Regions from separate parts of the Mus musculus genome. Here region 2 is linked to region 1. The links are chromatin contacts, called in public HiChIP or PLAC-seq maps. All regions are on one chromosome and are shown on one strand. Each heading gives the region's core, a stretch centred on a gene start, on an enhancer-like site or on the middle of the called end of the contact. The rest is flanking DNA. Distances are from core to core; before and after follow the strand shown. Region 1 holds the start of Prph (peripherin). Region 2 overlaps Fmnl3 (formin-like 3).

What was found. HiChIP or PLAC-seq counts read pairs in DNA pulled down with a chosen protein or histone mark.
Region 2: a FOXA1 HiChIP or PLAC-seq map of pancreatic cancer cells shows a contact between it and region 1. The contact joins the enhancer-like site here to the promoter of Prph in region 1. A contact is called at or near these places in 4 of 39 promoter capture datasets (the 3T3-L1 cell line, embryonic stem cells and stem cell-derived epiblast-like cells), 1 of 484 Hi-C or Micro-C datasets (nephron progenitors), 4 of 115 datasets of contacts at active chromatin or transcription factors (T-cell acute lymphoblastic leukemia, extraembryonic endoderm stem cells, pancreatic cancer cells and 1 more) and 1 of 9 other capture datasets (pancreatic islet).

What each region holds. Positions count from the first base shown.
Region 1 is chr15:99,053,342-99,057,418 of GRCm38.p6, reverse strand. It overlaps Prph (peripherin), which reads right to left and starts at 2,245. Exons shown (of 8, transcript NM_013639.2): 1 at 1,656-2,245; 2 at 1,255-1,315; 3 at 983-1,078; 4 at 261-650; 5 at 1-161. The coding sequence starts at 2,212.
Region 2 is chr15:99,357,020-99,361,096 of GRCm38.p6, reverse strand. The region is part of intron 1 of Fmnl3 (formin-like 3); the gene reads left to right. Among named protein-coding and RNA genes, the nearest start is that of Gm22951, 9.1 kb to the left of the region's middle. Within about 2 kb of position 1,911, at least 17 of the 459 cell types and tissues checked have an H3K27ac peak or open chromatin away from gene starts, as enhancers often do. A contact at or near this core is called in pancreatic cancer cells, where this site is marked.

The DNA.
Region 1 (4,077 bases), core at 996-3,495:
TTGACGTTAAGGAGCTCCTGGTACTCTCGCAGGTGCCTCGCCATCTCTTCCTTCAGCTGTCGAAGCTCTTCCTCCAGCCGTGCTGCGCCTGCTTGGTACCCTCCAGCCTCCAGGGCGAACTGCTCTTCCAGCTCCCGCAGCTGTCTGAGCAGCGCCTCATTCTGGGGAAGGGGAAGAAGATGCGGGCAGTCGGAAGGGTTTTCAGCATCCATCCACTGCCGCCCCCCCCCCCCGCCCCCAGACAGCCTCACAGTGCTCACCGTGCCTCGCAGCCCATCCACCTCGCACATCAGACTCTGGATCTGACGTCGAGACTCGTTCATCTCTTGCTTGGCCTGGCGTAGGGCCTCATGGTTGCGGTTGGCGGCGTCCGACAGGTCAGCATACTGCGCGGTAGCAGACAAGCCCGGCTGGGATGCGCACCGCCATTCCCAGTGCCTCCCCACCCTTGGTCCCCCAGGGTTCCCCCAATGCTCTCGCACTTTCGACTTATACCACTCCTCTGCCTCCTGCAGATTCTTTGCCGCGATGTTCTCGTACTGTGCACGGATGTCCCTCAGCGCCGCCGTCAGCTCTGGCTTCACTGTTGCCTCTACCTCCACCTGCTGCACCTGCTGGCTCTCTACGCTCACCTGCAGGTCTCGAAGTTCCTACGGGACAGGAAAGGCGGGGGTTGTGAATAGAACATTAATTAATTAATTAATTAATTAATTAATTAATTAATTAAAAAGCTCCCCTTTTTCTTGAACAGAAGGGGGTGCTAGGGAGTGCACCCCCTCTGAATTCTGAGACCTGAGCCCAAGTTGCCCTTAAGCCAGTTGTCAGGTTCAGGGTGTAGTTACCCCTATCGCCAACAGGTGGCGCATGGGTGGGAGTCAAAAACACCTGTAAAGGGTGGGGTTGTCATCACAACGCATCCCTGTTGTCTGCGCAGCTTCAGCGAGGTCTCTCCCAAGCCTTCCCAGACACCCCGACCACCCACCTCTTCGTGTAGCTTCTTGAGGAACTCAATTTCATCCATCAGAGACTCAATCTTGCGCTCCAGTTCTAGGCGGGACAGAGTGGCGTCGTCCACGTCCTTCGCGAACGGGAATAGGGGATCAATAGGAGGGCTCCTCAGGCCAGGGAAGGGCCAGGTCTTCCCTGTCTGTCTCGGAAGCACGGAGTGGCCTCCCTTAACCCACCGATGCCACCCTGGAGACGCAGCTGGGGGTGCAGCTGGGGTGTTGGGACTCGACGTGACCCCTCACTCACCTTACGGAAGAGCACCAGGTTGTGCTCCGCATCCTCCCGCTTGCGGGTTTCTTCTTCTAACCTGACAGGCAGAGTGGGAAGATGCTGAACTGCGGGGTGACCTCCCAGACCTCGTGCCACATCCAGCACCCCGCCCCCATCTGCTTATGCAGCTGTCCTGGATCTAAAAGGAGGGATTCAGTCTGCCCGTCTAACGGACTAGGAACAGAGAAGGGAGTCCCCTTAATGTCTGGTCACTTCCGCTAGGCTCTCGGAGCAAAGTGCAGGGAGGGGGCTGGCTTGGATGCTGCAGGCTCGCCCTGGGGTTGGCCAGCCCGGCCACGCCCTAGGGCTGTTGGATCTGGAGGGGAAGGCAGGGGGAGCGAAGGGAGCGTCTGGCAGGCCCGGTCCTGCCCTCTGACCTCTGCTTGAGCGCCGCTAGGTCCTCCGCCAGCCCGTCCCGCTCCACCTGCACCCGGTCGCGCTCCCGGCCCAGCAGCTCCAGTTCGCGCCGCAGCTCGCGCAGCTCCTGCTGGCAAAGCTGGTCGGCGCGCGCCGGCTCCTGGCCCCGCGCCTGGCTCAGCTCCCCGCGCAGGGCTGCGTTCTGCTGCTCCAAGAAGCGCACCTTCTCGATGAAGTTGGCGAAGCGGTCGTTGAGCTCCTGTAACTCTTGCTTCTCGTTGCTCCGAGTGGCCAGGAACTCTTGGTTGAGGGCCTCGGCCATGGAGAAATCGAGGCGCTCCGAGGGCAAGCGCAGTGCCCCCGCTCGAGGGGCACGGAAGCTGCCCAGCCGCGCCGAGGAGCTCGGGGACCCCGAGCCCAGCAGGCGGCTGCTGGAGAAGCGAGAGCTGGACGAGTAGGAGAAAGCCCCGGGGGACAGTGAGGGCGGCGGCCCAAAGGTCCGGCGGTACGAGGTGGAGCTGATGCTGGACCGCAGGCCCGACGAGTGATGATGGCTCATGCTGGCGGAAGATGGCATTCAGCGCTTGGCAGAACTAGGCCGGGTGGCAAGGAGCTGCAGACCGATGCGGGGCGGCTTTATAGCCCTGCGGTCTCCGGGGAGGGGGGGTGGGGGGCCACGACAGCTCCTCCCACTGGCCTGACTTCAGCCTTGGGCTGTGTGGGGAGGGGGATGCCCCACCCTGCAGAGAGAGGACACCACCCCTTCCCTCTCCTGGTTGCTGGCACCCTGCCTGCTTGATTCCCCCTTGTTGCTGGCTGAGATCCGGGATGTGATGGAGGTGGGCTAAGGTCTACCTTAGAGCATGCATCCAACGCTGGAGCCTAGAATGGGAGGACATGGCTTGACCTGGGGTGCCCTCTCAGAAGAGGGGGTAAAAATTAGGGAATATGAGGACCTGAGGAAAAGGGCAAGTTTTGAGCAATGAGAAGTGGGGTAGGTGGAGGGAGAGCTAACCTGGCCTAAGCCAGGGAATTCGTGCCTCCTCCTGTCTCCTGAAACTGGGGTTCTCCTTTCACCTGTTGTCAACTGCCCCCCATCATTGGCCACAACCGAGGGCTGAGGCAGAGGGAGCTGGGGAAGAGCTTATCTCTGCCTACTCCCCAGGGCACGGTAAAGGGCTGGTGATTGGCGCCAGCTCTGCAGCTAATGGACTGACCAGCTCTCCCACCCCCACCCCCGCCCTTGGACCAGCAGAAGTTGCATGGTGATGTTTCCATCTTAAAGACACAGCCCCCAAACTCGGACGTAACACCCACCCCAACAAGAGTGGGCACCTCACAGGGTGCTGAGGATGTCGGGGTTCCAAGGGTCTGTGCCATGAAAGGGCCTGTGAGGTGCCCACTCTTGTTGGGGCTGAGTGGGCCTGTGGTACACTTTCAGCCTTTACTGGATTGGTGCCCCCTCCACACCATCTGCTGGGCAGTCACGGGCCTTACGGGAACCAGAGGAATTCCTGAAGTAGGAAGGGGAGGGGGGTGGGGGATAGCAGCTGCCAGGGCTGAAAGACATATAGACTAGTAGGCACCAGTCTCCAGTGCAGAGGAGATGCAGGTACCCAGACATGGTGCAGATAAAGGGAGATGAGATGGGAGAGATACCCAGCCACTACAGCCTGTTAGAGAGAGAAGTCCTCCGACAGGTCCACAGATAACTTGCCCAATACTCACTGAGCCAGCTTTGTAGAGGCTACAAATATGCATGTGTGCACAGACATGACAGGAATACACAGCTACACCCCTTAACAGCGCCCCCACACCCCAGTTAGCAGAAAGGCTGGTGTCTGACCTTTGTGTGACACACTACTTCCAGAATGCAGCACAGGCAGTCCCAGGAGTGGACAGAGGCCGTCTGGATTCTCTGCAGGAGAAAGGATGCTGAAGCCCTTTGGGTTTGCTGAGAGCCATGTGTCTGCTACCACTGGGGACCCTGGGACTCTCAAACAGGATGAGTCTACCTCAGTTGGGTCCTGAGAAAGAGACGGGTGTAAGAGAAGAAGGCTTGGGGTTCTAGGCTGGATGCCTGACTGGGATAAGGAGGATGGCTCCCTGCAGACTGCAGAGCAGAGAACTCCCCCACCTTCCGTGTGTCCTCCGAGATGGGTCAGAGCCAACGCCCAGTGCTGGCTTGCATCCCTAGGCTTCCGTTCCTCTCCAGGCCCCGCCTTCCTTCCAGGCTATTAGTCTCTCCCAGCTCGGCTGCCAGGTCCTGCTCTTTGATGGATCTAGTTTGGTTGCTAGGGGGATGAGAAAAGGGGGGTTGGGGAAGGGAGAACAAGGCGAATAAACCAGAGCCTGCCACACCCCAGTTGTTGCAGTGGAGAGAGGTACCTTTCGTCAGACCTGGGCTGGGGTGGGGGGCTGGTGGGTCAGAGGTGAGTATGT
Region 2 (4,077 bases), core at 662-3,161, 300 kb before region 1:
ATGCTGCTTGCTTCTTTTCTCTTTTCTCTTTTCTCTTCTCTTCTCTTCTCTTCTCTTTTCTTCTCTTCTCTTCTCTTCTCTTCTCTTCTCTTCTCTTCTCTTCTCTTCTCTTCTCTTCTTTTTTTAAATTGGGACTTCTTCCATTTTCCTTGCTGCTCAAAGCAGATCCTGTGAGTACTCTCTAATTTTCTCTTCTTTCTCAGTACACAATCCATATGAAATTCCCCACTGTTTCATCTCTAACAACATACATCAGTTTTTCTCTACTGCCACCATCTCCATCCATGCCGGGATCAGCCTTGCTTGTATTACAGTCAAGCAGCCATTTTCCTCTCTCTACAAAAGAGCCAAATTTAAGATATTAGTCTTTCATCCAGAACATTTCTATGTTAGGGCCTTTGCACAAGCTCTATCTGCTTGGGGTGCCATTTGCCCGAGTCTTTAAATTACTCAGTTTATAACTCAGGGCTTCCGCTTTGCAATCGCCACCTACTTCCCAGCCCTGCTTATGACTGTCTACCTAAGAGTCCTACCCTTGATTTTAGCCAAAAAGCTGAGAAGCGATTCTATCTTAGAATCTTGTTCATTCCTCTGTGTTATTTTTCATCTTGAGATTATTTACTTAATTACTTATTTATCCTTTTTCCTACATTACTGACTCCCTGAGGGTGGGGACATTATGTTTGCTTATCATTGTACAGCTAACTACCTGGTATAGGTAAGCATCATTTACTATCTGTAGCTGATGGGAATCTCCAAGATAGGAGTGTGTGCATGTACAAAAATAATAATCTAAAGAGGTAGTTCAGACAGTAATGCTGTATGATAGAGTATGTACTTACTTATGTAGAGAAAAGGCCTAAAAGAATCAGAACCAAATTGTGTTGACCATCAGGGAAGATTGAATTTATCAAAAAAAATATATTTATATTATGTATTACTCTTTTAAGGAAAATAGAAGACTAAAAATAGAGTTGGAGGAGGGAACTTCAACTTTGAATGGTAATGATAAAAATTTCTCTTGCTTTGCACTCAGTCAAAAGATGAACAGGAGAGAGGGGGGGACACCCATAGGATTGGTAGCTCCTTCCTTCCTGCCTGTCACCTGCCTGTGGCGACCTGGGCATTGGCTCTTACAGAAGAAAGATGTCCATCTGCCCCAAGGCTGCAATTTAGGTTGTTGAGTGGCATCCTGGTTCCTTGGACTCAGGCAGGTTGTATATTTTTAGTCTCTTTCATTTTAGGTCCAGCTAAACTTGCACGTCTCGCCTTGGTGAAGCTGCAGTGACATCAGCAAAGACAGTGAGCCTCAGCTCTGACTTAGCTGAGCCGGGGCTCCTCAGGACCCTGTAGCAGCATTGTTCTCTAGAGTCTTGTCTTTTAGGAAAAGGATAACTAATAGTGCTTTAAAAAATGAAAAACAGAAAAAGACAATGTAATGAACGTGGCCACTCTGGAAAGTGGGACAGATGACATCCAGTGGCCTTCCACCACGGGAATGTTCCAGATCACCTTTTGATCATATTTACTGGATGGTAGTGGAATGCCAGCCCCAAGCAGTTACTTGGCACAAACTGTCTTATTCCTTCATCATGGCTGTGTAAAGCAGGAGTTTTTTTTTTTTTTTTTTTGGGTTGTTTGTTTTCGTTTGTTTGTTTGTTTGTTGTTTTAGATTTGTGTGCATGCTAAAGCTGAATGTAGGGTCTCAAGCGTGCAAGGCATATGATCTACCGCTAAGCCACAGCTCCAGACTAAAGCAGTTATTTCTGTGTCGTAGATGGGAAAGCTGAGGTCCAGGAAGGTTAAATGATTCAGGATTAAAGAATTAGTAAGTAACCAGGGTCTGCATCCAAGCTTTCTGACTCCAAAGCCATGTTGTATTTCCGTTTGTTTTGAAACATGATCTCACATTGCATGGCACCGAACTAGCCTGGAACTCACTGGCTCACACAGGTGTCTCACTTGGGCCTCATCCTCCTGAGTGCCGGGATTACAGCCACAAACCACACTGGCTCGAGTCCACATTTTTACACGCTCCTCTTCCCAGAGTTGACCTCTTGTTTACAGTCGGGTGACGCACACCTGTAATCGTAGTGCTTGGGAGATGTTGGCAGGAAGACCAGTAGTTCAGGGCCAGCCTCATCTATAGAGCATGTTCAAGGATAACCTGGAATAATGAGAAGCTGTCAAAAAAAAAAAAAAGGTAATTACAATATAGGTGTGATGGCACGTGCACTTGGTGGCTTGGAGGCTGGAGGATCAGGTCTAAGTCATCATGAGAGCCATAGTGAGTTTGAAACAGCTTGGGCTGGGTAATGAGTTTAGAGGCAGCTGGGACATACAGCAGAATATTATCTCACGAATCCCAACCAAAAACAAAAATAGGATTGTCTTTGGGAGCAAAGAATAGATTAAGAGAGCCAAGCAAAGACCTCATTTAGATTGGCAAGTCTCAGATCTACTCTGTTCAGTCATTCCTTTCTATGCACAAGGCACTCTCCTGAGCGCTTTAGAGCGTGCCAAATATATAAATGATGCTGCCTGAGTTGGAGAGACAAATGAGCGCCGAGCACTGTATTTTGAACGGGAGCATTAAGCCCAGCATGAGCGTCAAAGTTGGCTTTCCCCATAAGAGGATACGATTTGCCTTGCTCAGTTACATGTTTCTAAGAAACAAAGAACACTCTTGAGGCCGGGATGTAGCTCAATTGGTAGAGTACTTATCGAGCATGTGTATGGCACTGTGTTTGATCCATAAAATGAGCATGTAGTGCACTCCTGTGACCTCTGCACTTTGGAGATTAAGGTAGGAGGGTCAGAGGTTATTTTTACTACATAGTGAGTTCCAGGCTAGCCTGGGCTACACAAGACCTTGTCTCCATAGAAAAAGAAAACAAAAGAGCCACTCAGAGGGAATTCTTGAGGTGCTGAGATGTCAGTCAGTCAGTTGTAACCACACAGGAGTCAGAGGAGGGCAAGATCAGCCTGGTTCAGGAATGAAGTCAGGTACTGCTTTAAGTCTTGTCTTAAAAGTGACTAGGGTAGTCCAGAGGAGAGGAGGCGCTGCAGACCGAGCAGGATGGGACGAGGTTAAAAAGGGAGAATGAGCCGGCTGTTGGGAAGCTGCCGTTTGGAATAGAGGAGCCTGGTTACAGAGAAGTGAGCTTGGCTCAGGATGGACCTTACATCCACAGGGAGTTCTGTCTGAAGATTGACTGATGCTAGGAAAGGCTTTGAGGAGGCCCTGCTGCCCAATCTTTCATTAGGGAATAGAGATTAGCGATTAGTTGGTAAGTGGTCCCTGACCACTCATGAGTTTGCTCATTGAAAGTTAAATGGTTGAAATATGTGAAAAATAAACGTTTAATCCTCAGAGGTTAGAGAAGCAGAATAGTTTGAGTAAAACTGGATTGGAAATGGTCCCACCCGTTACACTTGAACCGTATGTAGATGCTTCAACTTATTGTCCAAACTTTAAACTTGTTTTCTTTTCCTAACTCTTTCTTGTCTTTAAAGGTGGAAGGGCATCTCGTCCTAAGTAATTTGTGTTGTGAACAGTGCTTGGGTTGGGGAGCTGGCTCAGTTGGTGAGATGCTTAGGGCCTGAGTTCGATCTCTAGCACCCACGTAGAAAGCTGGCCAAGGTGTTAATGTGTCAGGGGTCCAGGGCTGGGGTGCAAGAGCATCCCTGGGTCAGCTGTGAAGCCAGCTTTGCAGAGTCCTTGAGCTCCGGTTGACTGAGAGACCCTGTCTGAAAGAATGAGATGGGGAGCCATTGAGGAACACAGCCAGTGTCAGCCTCTGGCCTCCACAGTCAAGGTCGCACATGTGCATAGGCACACACTGCAGGGACAGATACACAAAAGGCTTTGATTGTGGTAGATTCTCAACAAGCATTTCACTGCATCATGATGCTGTTGCCCTCTGGCTGCTGTTGTAGTGTACATGCTATATTTGGGAGGCAGGGATGGGCTAGTACCTTTCCTAGCTAATGGCCCAGTCATGCTGGACGATTTGACCTTCATCTGTACTGCCACACTGCAGTTGGTCTTTGGCTCCTGCTTGATCTGTTTTAGTA